Linked DNA regions of Mus musculus: all the other regions are linked to region 2. The links are chromatin contacts, called in public HiChIP or PLAC-seq and capture Hi-C maps. All regions are on one chromosome and are shown on one strand. The core of a region is the stretch at or near the end of the contact, and the rest is flanking DNA. Distances in the headings are between cores, read along the strand shown. Region 1 holds the start of Tekt1 (tektin 1). Region 2 holds the start of Nup88 (nucleoporin 88). Region 3 holds the start of 4933427D14Rik (RIKEN cDNA 4933427D14 gene).

Region 1 (4,302 bases), core at 1,454-3,953, 1.4 Mb before region 2:
GAATGACAAGACTATTTGGGAATTCAAGTGTACAGAGTGAAAGGGAAGAAAACTAGGAACACCCCTCCCACCCCCCTCTGTGTGTCTGTCCATGTTCAATAGAGTGCACACGTGTGCATGTGGAGACCTGAAGTTGATATCTGGTCCCTTCCTTCATGGAGATAGAGTCTCAGCTGAACTCAGGACTTGCTGACTGGGCTAGTCTAGCCAGCCAGCTTGCTCTGGAGATCCTCCATCTTCGCCTCTGGAGGGTTGGAATTACAGGCTCACTTCTCGGCCCTTGTACTTCTGTGGGCTCAGGGATCTGAACTTCGGTCCCCAGGCTTGTATGGTAAGTACTTTATCCATGGCACCATCTCCTTACCTTAGGAATGTTTCTTCATCTTCTGAAAGCCACAAGATGAAGGGCTAGGCCATGCAAGAGCAACAGACCTCAGTGGGTCTGATCTAGTCATTCCATAGACTTAGAGCATGTACACGTTGCTCAATAGCCGTCCCAGCGTTTCCCACCAGACTGATGCAATCAGCTGTTTTGAAGTCTTCCTTGAACATGAGATGATGAGAGGTCTGCTCCTGGCCCAGTGCCAACTTGCCTGTGAGACCGTGGACAGGGCACCGTCAGCTCTCGCTCCTCTCAGTAACTTGGCAGAGTTAAACAATGAGCTTTCAAGCCTTACTTTTCTTCCCTCATTTTTATTTTTGAACAGAATTCAGTATGGCTGCTCCTAGGGCTGAAAACAATTTCTTTGAATAGAAAAACAAGGTCCCCTTGTTAGCTGTATAGGTTCTGAACAAGAACATTCTGAGCCCTAGAGATTTCCTCCCAGAACTCGAGTCTCAGACACACCTTGGGGTGGGGAAGGGAGCTTGCTAACTTCACATGGTAGGGCTAACCCAAGTTTTCTGATGCAGAAGGCCCGGGCAGGGCTCAGGAATGTGTATTTCCAACAAGTTGGGGGTGGGGGGAATGCCAGTTGCTAGTGGTGAAGGGTTTGAACACTCAGATGCAGGTGCATCTCAGCTCACTCACCTGGACAGAAAGAAATGATGTTGTCCTGGAATGAGAGATAGCAGGAAATGTGGATATCAAATCAATGTTCTGCTCCCCACAACCCTGTTTTTGGTTATTATTATTTTAGCAAAGTAACCTTTTCAGTTTTACATTTATTATTAATATTATTATTGTTGTTATTTGTCTCCCTCTCTCTGTCTTCCCTCCCATTCTTTTCCCCTGTGTGTGTGTGTGTGTGTGTGTGTGTGTGTGTGGTTGTGCAGGTCAGAGGACAACTTGTGGCAGTCATGTCTTTCCTTCTGGAGAGGCACTTTTACTTGCTGAGCCACCTTGCCTACCCCAGTCTTTGAATTAAGGTATTCATTAATATTAATACCAGAATTAAGAACATAGATACATGAGCTGGGCAGTGGTGGCGCACGCCTTTAATCTCAGCTCTTGGAGGCAGAGGCAGGTGGATTTCTGAGTTCCAGGCCAGGCTGGTCTACAAAGTGAGTTCCAGGACAGCCAGAGCTACACAGAGAAACCCTGTCTTGAAAAAAAGCAATATATATATATATACATACATGAATGAAAGGTGAGTGTTAATTTCCAATATGTCTTTCAGATTTGAATCCTCAGCTTAAGGGTCTTTTTCTGGCATGCTGAGATGCCAGGGATAAGCAGATACACCCAGCTCATCGCTGCTTTTTCTTCCTTCCTTCCTTCCTTCCTTCCTTCCTTCCCTCATTTCTTTCTCTTTCTTTTAAAGATTTGTTTATGTATTTATTTTATGACTAGGAGTGCTCTGTTTTCTGTTTTCATGCACACCAGAAGGTATGCACTGGATCTCATTGCAGATGGTTGTGAGCCACCATGTGGGTGCTTGGCATTGAACTCGGGACCTCTGGAAGAGCAGTCAGTCCTCTTAACCGCTGAGCCATCTCTCCAGCCCTTCATCAGTGCCTTCACATTGTTATAAATTTTATGCCTTTGTTTCATCGTGTTCACCTTTATGATTGCTTTTTCTGCCACACAGACAGCGCCAATTTCCCATTTCCAGTAGTAATGCAAAGGGTTTTTTTGTTTTGTTTTGTTTTTGTTTTTTTGTTTTTTAAATAAACGTGCTGCCTGTAAAACGAACGTTTGAAGATGGTGTATGGCTATGTTAAACTCATGGCCGTGGCACCGAGTGGCTGGCGTCCTGAAAGCCTAATTTTAACTCAATCCACAACAGTTTGAAGATCACGTAGCAGTGCGATCTTAACCGAGAAAAAGCTCAGTGCTTGGTGAGTTTTACGCCTTGGGAGAAGATACCTGGCCGAAAACCCATTCTTGCCTACCCCTGTCTGGAGCTACCCATGCACCCTGTGTGTCGCTAGGTTTGCAGGTCCTTTGCTCCAGGTTTGGAGCAACGACCACGTGGAACGCAGTGTGTGTATCTCTGTGGTCCCGGGTCATCTACGGCTCAGGACAGCGCCAAGACCGACCCGCTGTGCATCTATGGAGTCAGAGACTCGGGGAACGGGAACCCCGAGTGACCCAATCTCCTGCCCCGTGTTTTGACGTTTTCTCAGCAGGATCAGACTTCGGACCACCTACTTTCTTTGTCTTGTTTGCTCGGGTTACCCTTTAGCACCACTCTCACATTCGCGCTTGCGCAGTCTTCTAACTAGGGCAACGTTGCGTCCGTCCGGTTGCCATAGAGACCGCAGTTTTCTCGGCTGGTTCTCTCAGAACCAGGAGCTCTGGTTGGGGTCAGGAGTGCCCTACAGAAGCTTGTGTTCTTTAATGAACTAAGGTAAGTGAGCCCCGATCCACCTCACCTACCCCTTCTCCCTACCCACGCGGTGTGTCTTTTGTATCAGCGGTTAGCACTGATATCGGTCCCCTCTTCGAGACTATTCACACTTGTTCAAAGTTATATCTCAGAGAGCCACGCTGAGACAGACTCGGGAGAGACCATAGGAGGGGACTGAACTGGAGAGCTCAGGAGTGTCTGAGGGGGTTACATGGGGCCTGATGCTTAGCCTAGTCAAGATCTGAATCCATCCTTGGTTGTGACGGCTTCAGAGGCCCCTAGGGTAAATACTAGGGTTATAGAGTCCAGAGCGGGAGGCTTTCAGAGTTCAGCTTTGCCTATGGAAGACAGATGTGATGTCGTTCAGAGCCAGGGGATCATATTTTTTTTCCCCCGCAACTGTCTCCAGAGGCTGCCTTACCCCCTGTTCCTTGTCTTTATCCTGTAGTCACAATGCCCAGATGTTGGCTTACAGACGTCACATCTGTTCATTTCTTATACAACATGTCTGGGTTCATGTATTTGAAAGAATACTGCTTGTCTTAGGGTTTCTATTGCTGTGACAAAACAACATGATCAAAAAGCAAGTTGGAGAGGAAAGGGCATATTTGTCTTACATGTTCATATTGCTTGTTTATCATTGAAGGAAGTCAGGATAGGAACTCAAAACAGGGCAAGAATCTAGAGGCAGGAGCTAATGCAGAGGGCATGAAGGGCATGCTAACTGGTTTGTTCATCATGGCTCGCTCAGCCTGCCTGCCTTCCTTCCTTCCTTCCTTCCTTCCTTCCTTCCTTCCTTCCCTTCTTTCTCTTTTTTCTTTCTTTCCTTCCTTTCTTCCTTGTCTTTTCTTCCTTTCTTTCTTTTCTTCCTTTCTTTCTTTCCTTCCTTCCTTCCTTCCTTCCTTCCTTCCTTCCTTCCTTCCTTCCTTCCTTGTCTTTCGTTCTCTCTCCCTCTCTCCCTCTCTCCCTCTCTCCCTCTCTCCCTCTCTCCCTCCCTCCCTCCCTCCCTCCCTCCCTCCCTCCCTCCCTCCCTCTCTCTCCTTTTTTCTTCTCCAAGGCAGGGTGTCTTTGTGTAGCCCTGGCTTTCCTGGAACTCACTCTGTAGATTAGGCTGGTCTCAAATTTTCAGAGATCCACTTGCCTCTGCCTTCCTAGTTCTGGGATTAAAGGCACCACCACTGCCCAGCTCAATCTGCTTTCTTGCAGAACCCAGGACCATCAGCTCAGGCTTAGCATCACCCACAAAGGCCTGGGCCCTCCCCATACATCACTAATAAAGAAAATGTCACACAGCCAGATTCATGGAGTCATTTTCTCAAGTGAGGTTCCCTCTTGCCAGATAACTCTAGCTTGTGTCAAGTTGACATAAGACTAGCCAGTACACTGTTCTATGATTCACCGAGAGCAACAAGAACTCCACATCTCAAAAGATGCACAGGAGAATATCAAGAGCATTTTGTGATAACCCTAAATGAGAATAGTCCACATGTTTATAAGCAATAGGAAAAGG
Region 2 (4,635 bases), core at 1,568-4,067:
ATTTGCTGACAGTTTGGTAATTTGGCCAAGCTGAACTAACAACAAATGATCAAAGTACAACAGTACCAAATTTAAGGGAGACAAAATCAGGCAGCAGTTAAGTAAATGACCTTCTAAGGCTGGCCGTGTGATAAAGTCTGGTCTTTGAAAAGCTGTTTTAGCTTTTGTAAAGCTGGATTAAGCCTGACCTGAGAGGCCTACTCTAAGTACTACCTGTGGTGATGTTAGGCTAACCAATTAGCATAGTGTAGGACACATAACGCTATGGGAAATGAATCATTATTATACAGAGCTTTGATGGCTTCAGAGGTTTTCATGTTTTGTTACTCAATTCTCATAATGCTTGTGCGAGCTTCTCTATTTTATGTCAATGTAAAAACTAAGGCTCACAGGAACAGTAATATTTGTGAGTCAGTAAAACTAAACTTAGAATTCCTAAATCCTGATGCCAACCCATAACCTTTCCTGATACACTGTAAAGGGTTTTCTACCGACACACAGCTCCACATTCTGATCAACTAGAGTCAGAATGTAGACGTCCTTTTTAAAGAGAGGTCCCTAGCCCATTCTTAGCAAGTCAAAATTTCCGATGGAAAAAGCAATAATGAAATTTTCTTTCCCTTTAGTTTCCTAAGTTACTATATTGCAAGGTTGCTTCATGCCTACTATGCATGTAGTATGGCAGAACCATGGATATATTTCTAATGAAGGTAAAAACCCTGAGCCAAATGACGGTGAGAATCATGCTTGGGGAAGTGAGCAGACTGAAAGGACCAAAACAAACAGATGCAAAGAGGTCACCAGACGCTCCTCATGGAGTCAGTGGTCTCCTAGCTACAGAGATCCTTGACTGACCTGAAGCAAGGCCTCCGGACAATTCTCCACAGACTGCAAAGAAGCCCACTCTTCCTCCATTACTTCTTGCACAAGAAGTCTGTCTGAGGCTGTCCCCGGCGTGCTACCTGCAGCCTGGCGATATTTGTTCAGGAGCCTGTGCCTGCTGTTTCTCATTCTCTCCAGACATCCCTGGGGAGGTAAGGGAGGGCAGTATTGGTTAAGAAGAAAAACATCAATTCCACTAAAAAGAAAACCCTCCAATTAGTCAGTAAAAATATAAGAAAATTCAAGATGCAAAATTTCATAGCCTCAAGTCCTCCACACACAGATGGGTTACATTACACACATTCCTATATTTCATATTTTATCTTATAAGAAGACAGTTGGATACACAGGAACTGTATCCACAGACTAACTTCAGACATTTATATGGCTTCTAAATTCCTGGAATTGTACAAATGGCTATAGTAATGGTCTTCTTGTAAAATAGTACTTTACAACCCTGGTATGGGTTTTTAATTTTTTTTCCTGTGTCTATGTGTGTGCCTGTATGAGTTTATGTGCACCACACCAGTGCTGATGCACACCAGGGCCAGAAGATGGCAATAGACCACTTGGAACTGGAGTTACAGCCATCGGGTCTGCTACTGAAACATAAGGACTCTTGAGCCATCTCTCCACCCCCAACTCGGGACAGTTTTTGTTCCCAAGTGGTTGTCACAGCTCTGCTTGAAGAACTGCTACTGACTGGTGCCATTTAGTAGGTGGAGAGACCAAGGCTGCTGCATCTAAGTGTTCTACATTGTACAGAACCACCTCCCATAATAGAACGTTCTCCTTCGAAACGTCAGCACTCACTGTTGAGAAACACTACTCCACACAACATGTTCAGCATGAAGATTGTTTTTCTGGGTGGTTCTTCTGGAATACACCCACCCTTTTGAGACTGCTGAACAGGGAGATAAGCTGCTTCTTAGAAGGAACTACTTGAGTTCGGAAGAAGGCGGAGCTTAAGTTCAACTCTCCTAACCGTGTCTGATGTTCTTCAGGAGAGAAATAACTTCTATCTCACGTGACGTATACATACGGAGTGCTTCCCTCTGTAACCGAACGTTAGGTGGTGGTGTTGCTACTGCTGTCATGACTCTTAAAATATGAAACAAAGTCGAATCCTAGGATAGCATAACACCTACGCCGGCCAACAGCCCGGGCGGCGGCCGGGACCCAATCCTATAGCAAGAGATCCACCTCGCTGGCCAGGCACACCGGGCACCTGCTCCACAACCAGTGCTGAAGCGAGCACACCGAGGACAGAGGTCCTTGGGAAGATTAGGGAAGTGATGACAACCCAAACTTCACACTCACCTGCCTGAAAGTTTCTTTCCAGTGGGGCGAGCCCACCTGCTTGTACAACAAGCGGTGCGGAGACCCCGAGGACTCTGCCATCTCCTCCCTTAGCGGGAAACAGCGCCCAAATCACCGCCCCTTAGCCGCGCGCAAAGGATTCTGGAAGTTGTAGTCTCGGCGCAGTCTGTCTGTACTTCAGGCCGCCGGGCTTTCTTGGAATTGTATCTAGTTTCTATCCCCTCACAGTGACAGATTTAGGGGAATCCGAGGATAGATGAAGCAGTGACAGTTGAGAAGTAAACACCACCCGGGCTGAGGGAGGTGAATCTTGAGAGAAAGTTCTGGGTTTACCCAGAGGAAGTTGTCCAGTAGACAATCAGACACACATCTCTCATCCTTAACGCTACCCCCTCACTGGCCCAGCAGCAGCCCCAAAGCGATCCTTACACTCCACTCCGCCCCGCCCCGCCCCGCCCACCTTGGCTTCAACCCGCGGCCCTGTCTATCCTCTAGCGATTCTTTCTTATTGGGCCAACTTCTCGAGATTCCTACACTTTGATAGGCTGAAGCTGTGAAGTGCTGGCCGCGGATTGGCTACGCACAGCAGCGGGCTTCGTTTCCTCCCGCCCCTCAATCCTGAGCTGTTAGTTCAAGATGGCGGCTGCCGTGGGGCCCTTGGGCGATGGGGAGCTGTGGCAGAGCTGGCTTCCTAACCACGTCGTGTTCTTGCGGCTCCGCGAGGGCGTAAGAAACCAGAGTCCAGCCGAAGCGGAGAAGCCAGCGGCTTCGACTTCACCCTCGTGCCCGTCTCTGCCGCCGCATTTGCCGACGAGAAACCTGGTCTTCGGCCTCGGAGGGGAACTGTTTCTGTGGGACGCAGAAGGCAGCGCCTTCTTGGTGGTTCGCCTTCGAGGCCCCAGCGGTGGTGGCGTGGAGCCTCCTCTCTCCCAGTATCAGGTGCGCCGGTCCATCGTGAAAGCAATCAGCCTTTTGGTTCGTTGGCGGACCTGGGCTGGCGTCTTTTGGGAACGCCCCACTTCGAGTGGAATGACCCCGCTTTGTAGCTCAATCTGGTCTGGAATCACTATGTAGCCCAGGCTAGCCAGGAACTCCTGCCCCAGTCTCTGAGTGTTGAGATTACGGGTCTAAGTCATTTATAAACACCAAAACAGAGGCTAGGCCTGTGTGTGTGTCCAGCACCTGACATAAACCTAGAGCATGCACAAGCTCCGTAATATCTGTGATTTGCTTCGGTGGGGGTGGAGGGGTTTGTTGAGACAGGGTTAACAGCCCTGGTTGTTCTGGAACGCACTCTGTAGAGCAGGCTGACCTCATTAACAGAGATCTGGAGGATCCTGATCAGAGCTAGGATTAAGCCATGTGCTGCCACTGCCCAGTTCTACAACAGGCATTTAAAGACATGGGCCTACAGATTTAAAAGCAATTAGAAATATTATTATATTCAAAAGAAATCCTTATTTAAAAGGATTTTTGGCTTAGTATAATTCTCCATACTAAGGTAAATAATATATTGATGGTCTCATCATTATTTACGAATAATAAAAAGAAATTAGAAATCTAAAATGGTCATGAGAAAAGAAATAGGAAGTACCAGGGTGAGAGTATTTTTGAGGCTATATGATGCTATGACAAATTATTGAAACTCCCTTAAACTATCACTCTTTTATATTAAGTCCACGTAGATGAAGCAGTACTGCTTGCTGCAAGGCGCTTGAAGGTAATCTAGGGCCTTACCTGTGACCTTGGGTGACCTGGAGCTCAAACAGAGCCACCTGCACCTTATCTGGTGCTGGGAATAAAGGCGTGAACCTTTACACTTGGCCTGAAGCTCTTCCTTTCTCTACAGTACAGTTATAAGATGGTAATCTGTTGATACTTCCGAGTTTATGTATTTACTGGGTATCAAGAGTCTGCTTGAGGCCAGGAACACAGAAGAAAAATCTCAAGTAGCGCCTACTGGGTTATGTCAGGGAAAGTTTAGAATGTTTAAGACCTGTGGTATTACCCAGAGCTGTGGTGTGGAACTACAGAAAACATGCCTTTGTTCCCTGGCCGCAAGATCAGGGGTAATTTCTCCCTTTTTTTTTTTTTTTTTTTAAGTTTTTGTTTTTAAATTTTCTGGGTATGTATGTTTTCCTGCAAATGAGTGCTGCATATAACATCTATGTGCCTGGTGCACACAGATGCTACAGAGCCACCGTGCGGGGGCTGGGAATTGAACCCAGGTCCTCTGGAAGAGTAGCCCTGTGGTTTTTATTTTCAGTTTGTGTGTGTGTTTGGTGAGAGAGAGAGAGAGAGAGAATATGAATATGAATGAGCCCCAAGAATATGGGTGCTGGGAACCAAACTCAGGTCTTTTGCAAGGGCAGCAAGTGCTTTTAGGTGTTGTCATCTATCAAGAACCTAGAGATTATTTCTTGGGGAATAATC
Region 3 (4,192 bases), core at 769-3,268, 1.2 Mb before region 2:
GCAAGGTCATCAAATCTTAATCTTCAGAGAAGATCATCTCCACAAGGCTGGATTGACAGCACTCAGACTCCACAAGTTTTTGAGGCTGTAAAAAGAATGGTTAAGTTTTCACTGTTGCTATGAATATTACTAGGGGTGGAGTGAATTCTACTTTGAATGACAAGTTTTTGAACACAAATTATGCCATCAGCTAGTTATAACAAGCTTTATTAAATAGTTAGGATGCTTGTGTCAAGATGAATCATTAAAACACTTGGCCTGAGAGGCCTTGTATTTCCACACTAGGAAGCCCCATAGGCTGAAAACAAGAGACAGCATGCCTGGTGCCATCTCTTTCCCTCAACTCTTTAATTTAGGATTCTAGGGGCAGGGCTGAAATAGAGGGAGAGCCCTTTTAAGCCTGAAAAGTGGGTTTAGAAAACATTGACAAAGGTGCTTTCAGAAATGAGTCAACTTTCTTCTGAAGACAGAATCTTAAAAGTGGCTTAAAAATACACCCCAGACACTAATATCTGCATTATTAATAGTTTGTCAGGATTGGCAGAGGAATGGACACCAACTTGTGTGTTTCTGATGCACTCTGAACAACAATGTGATGTTGGAAATCAAAGGTCAAGATCTTTTCAAACTTGACTCAAAAAACAACTTGAGTTTTAACTACATTATAGCTACAAACATAAAGGTAGACACTTACTGTTCCATATTTAAGTAGTGTAGGCACTGCGGTTATTTTCAGTTTTTGTCTGAAGTCATTATTTGGGTCTTTCCAGCTGTTCCAAAATGAAACAGATAATGAAAAATACTACTTGGTTCATTACAGTTTACTCAACAGTTGACTTATATATAATATACTTGTAACCACTGCTTTTGTTAACCTTTAAACATTTTGAGAACTGTAACTTATGTGTCACTTTCTGCAAAGTTTAAAGTGTGGCTAAGATAAAACAAATGTAAAGTCAATAGAGTTCTGAACTTATTCCAGACCCAATTCATTAATGATGATATGTGGTTGAACATAAACTGTAAATATGAATTCAGTAATTCTAATTGTTTAGCTTATCAGACAATACCTAAAACACAGAGCCTGACCAATTATCTGAGGTCCTTTTTACCCAGCTTTTTAATAATATAGTCCATGTCTGGAGATACGGTATACATGACTTACTAAGGTTTGTCTCCTACTTGGCAGTAGATGAACACACAGTCTTCGGTAACATGCTTCAGCCCCTCTCGAATGACTGGCTCAGCTTTTTAAAAGAGTTAAAAAGTAATTACACATCAACTGCGATAGCCCACGCCCTCCCGTCCCCAGTCTTAGACTTTAACCGGTTGTAAGATAGGATGTTAAAGTCGCGTGTCCTCTGGACTCGTGAATCACTTAAGTCCTAGTCCTGATTGTCTTTAAGACACAATCAGAAAACTCAGCATACATATATGATGACGGAAAGATCAACTCCTGAGTCTGGTCTTTTTTTTTTTTATGAGACACTAATCGTTTGGGGAACTGAGAATTTTAAAGAACCTGGTTCCAAGATCCGAATCCATGATAAAAATGAGGGTCATCCTTGGGTGGGGCAGTAAGGGCCTAACGAGAGACGGGGTACAGCTCAGGCGCTTCTGCGGGTCTGCAGGACCAAGATCCTCATCTCATCCCACTTTCTGACTTCAGCAGGGGCCTTCTTCCTAGCACTGCTGTGGCGCAGCAACCCCCAGTCCTGGTCCCAGCCTCACCTTCCACGCAGTCCGGACACCAGCTCTTCCCTTCGGTATCCTTAGAACCGCTGAAGTAGGCGAAAATGGTCTTGCCCTCATGCTCCTTCACTGCCTTGTCGAACTCCTCGAAGCCCAGCACGCTCACCTCCTCGAAGGTGGCCATGGGTACAACAGTGCGGAGAGGAGCACGGGAGGAGCCCTAGGGTCCTGCGCCCCCAAGGCGGGGCCCAAGTAAGGCGTGGACAAGGTTCCGGGTGGGCGGGGCCGCCGCAGCAGAGTGGTGCTACGGGAGCCTTGAATAGCCATAACTCCTTAGGGCCGTCCTTTTGGTCTGCTGGAGTTTCTTTTTGGCGCCAGTTTCCCTCAGACAACTAGACGCCTGACCTGGTCTGGTCCCCACCCTGGCTTCATGGACAGTGACGGCAAAGCCCGTCGCGGTACAACACCTTGATCCTCAAATGGCTCAGGAAGATCAACGGCTCCCAAACAGCCGCGCGCCTGTTGCCATGACGACTGGGCGAGAGGCCGGAAGCGAGGCCTAGCGTGGGGTCGCCTTACGATCTCTTGGTGGCCGCGCCGCGCCCAAACCAGGTGGGCTTGGGCCGGAGCTGGGGGAATTCTGGGAAACTGCATTAGACAGAGAGACAGTGAGAGACCTCGCCCCAGGCTTGCCTTGCAGCTCCGCCCCTCCTATTACCTTTCTATTTGTCAGACTTTAGGGGGGCCGGGGCCGGGGGCGGCGTCCGGGATCGGGCGGGGGTTTGGAGAGAGCTGGGAGGCAGAAAGGCAGCGAGGACTGGATCCGAGTGTTGTGAGTGCGTGTGCGGGGGAACAGATGCAAAGAGAGCGTGTCTGAGGTTGCATTGGGGAAAGGAATTGTCCAGGAGCTGCGACGCCGGCACGGGGGCCCTTGCCCGGGCTACGCAGGTGTACACTGGCAGCGAAGATGCCGGCTCATTGCATGAGGGCCCGCAGGTTGCGTCGGGGTGTTCGGCCTCTGTGGGCGAGGAGGTGGGGTGCAGGGTTATCCCGAGGCTATGGAGTAAGGCGCCGGGTGAGATCTTCAGTGCGGCGGATGCTCTGTGCAAACATAGGGTGGCTACAGAATGGTCAGCAGCCTTTAGAGAAGAGGACTGCGGAGCCCGCAGTCCCCGCTAGGGTGAACAGGGCCTTTGGGATACCTGGGACTGCAGGCTCGGTTGAGGCAGCAATGGACCCCAGGACAGTGTGGGTGAACGGGACTGTGGGCGAGCCCGAGGTGGTTGGGCCTGCTGGGTCTGTGTGGGTGACTGTATCTGGGGAGGAGGAGCTAGACAATAGGAGCTCTCCAAGCTGTGAGAGAAAAGGTCGTCCAGGAACACTTGGCCATGAGAGCATCCTGGAACTGTGGTTGAAGGTGCAGGCTATGAGGGTAGCGTCGGGATGCTGGGAAGGAAGCAGAGTGGAGCTCCATCCCGTTCCCGTGGGAGAGGGGCCGATCGAGAAGGGTATTCCTGGGCGAGCTTCCTGGGTAGAGACCAGCCGAGGTGGTGTCACCGGACCCTGGGTGAGAGGCAATACTAGGACATTCCCCCAGGCCTCAGGACTGCCCACAGCTAGGGGAATAGGGGCCGGTTGTGAGAGAGTCTCTATCCTTTGTAGGCAGGGACAAGCTGGGAAGACACCACCTCCTGTGGGTGGACCTGAGGTAGTAGAGAAGATAGACTGTGTTTCCTCTGGACCTTGGGAAAAAAGACAAACTGTGGTGGTGCCTGAGGCCATAGGATGGTCTCAGGTCTTGAAAAGGCCCAGAGCTGGAGAAGTGAGGGAATGTGAGGGTACCTCATGTCTCTGTGGGGGAGGGCAGTCAGGGCAGTTTTCTGGGGCTCTGGCAGAAGGAGCTGAATATGGGCATATGTTATGGGAAAGGGGGCTGATGGAAGGGGGCCCTGATGCCCTGCTGGTACTACCCAGGGCCATGGAAGATGGAACTACCTCCCACGGGGGCCCAGGGTTGTGGCAAAGGAGACAAGAGATGGAAGATATAGGTTCTAGGGGTATTCCTGGTCTAAGGACCATGGGACAGCTTGTAGGAGTGCCTTGTGCTAGAGAAGAGGAAGCTAGATGTGGAGGTGACCCGGGGTCATGGGGTGCAGCACAGGCTGTAGAATTGTGTGCTTCTGAGGAGCATGAGATAGGTTCTCGAGGTGCCCAGGGCCTGTGGGGTATAGAACAGGCAATGGGAGCACCCAGGGCTTTGGGGAAGGAGGCAGATGATGCAAGTATTCCAGGACTGTGGGGAAAAGGACAGTTGCCAGGTTTGCAGACAGTGGTGGTACCAGGAGGTAGGGAAGAAGAAACCAGCTATGACGTTTCAGGCCTGTGGGAGAGGCAGCAGTCGGCTCAGGAAGCTCCTCTGGCTGAGCCATTGCCGGGGCCGGTTATGGAGGAGACATACAATGGGAATCCTCTAAGCCTGTGGGAAAGGAGGCAGGTCATG

The links. HiChIP or PLAC-seq counts read pairs in DNA pulled down with a chosen protein or histone mark. Capture Hi-C pulls out chosen DNA fragments and counts their contacts.
Region 1: an H3K27ac HiChIP or PLAC-seq map of embryonic stem cells shows a contact between it and region 2, with 2.9 times the contacts expected there. The contact joins the promoter of Tekt1 here to the promoter of Nup88 in region 2. A contact is called at or near these places in 2 of 39 promoter capture datasets (embryonic stem cells and hippocampal neurons) and 2 of 115 datasets of contacts at active chromatin or transcription factors (embryonic stem cells and pancreatic cancer cells).
Region 3: a capture Hi-C map of embryonic stem cells shows a contact between it and region 2, with 7 times the contacts expected there. The contact joins the promoter of 4933427D14Rik here to the promoter of Nup88 in region 2. A contact is called at or near these places in 2 of 39 promoter capture datasets (cranial neural crest and embryonic stem cells), 6 of 115 datasets of contacts at active chromatin or transcription factors (the NIH/3T3 cell line, astrocytes, embryonic stem cells and 2 more) and 1 of 9 other capture datasets (embryonic stem cells).

Annotation. Positions count from the first base shown.
Region 1 is chr11:72,360,283-72,364,584 of GRCm38.p6, reverse strand. Tekt1 (tektin 1) reads left to right here and starts at 2,703. Exons shown (of 8, transcript NM_011569.3): 1 at 2,703-2,792. Gm34317 (a long non-coding RNA gene) reads right to left here and starts at 2,671. Exons shown (of 7, transcript XR_003949575.1): 1 at 2,594-2,671; 2 at 1,031-1,055; 3 at 365-593.
Region 2 is chr11:70,968,155-70,972,789 of GRCm38.p6, reverse strand. Nup88 (nucleoporin 88) reads left to right here and starts at 2,817. Exons shown (of 17, transcript NM_172394.3): 1 at 2,817-3,141. The coding sequence starts at 2,839. Rpain (RPA interacting protein) reads right to left here and starts at 2,591. Exons shown (of 7, transcript NM_027186.3): 1 at 2,203-2,591; 2 at 856-1,026. The coding sequence starts at 2,283.
Region 3 is chr11:72,205,308-72,209,499 of GRCm38.p6, reverse strand. It overlaps 4933427D14Rik (RIKEN cDNA 4933427D14 gene), which reads left to right and starts at 2,018. Exons shown (of 19, transcript NM_001361564.1): 1 at 2,018-2,304. Txndc17 (thioredoxin domain containing 17) reads right to left here and starts at 1,946. Exons shown (of 4, transcript NM_026559.3): 1 at 1,732-1,946; 2 at 1,166-1,247; 3 at 695-770; 4 at 1-85. The coding sequence starts at 1,876. The coding sequence ends at 17.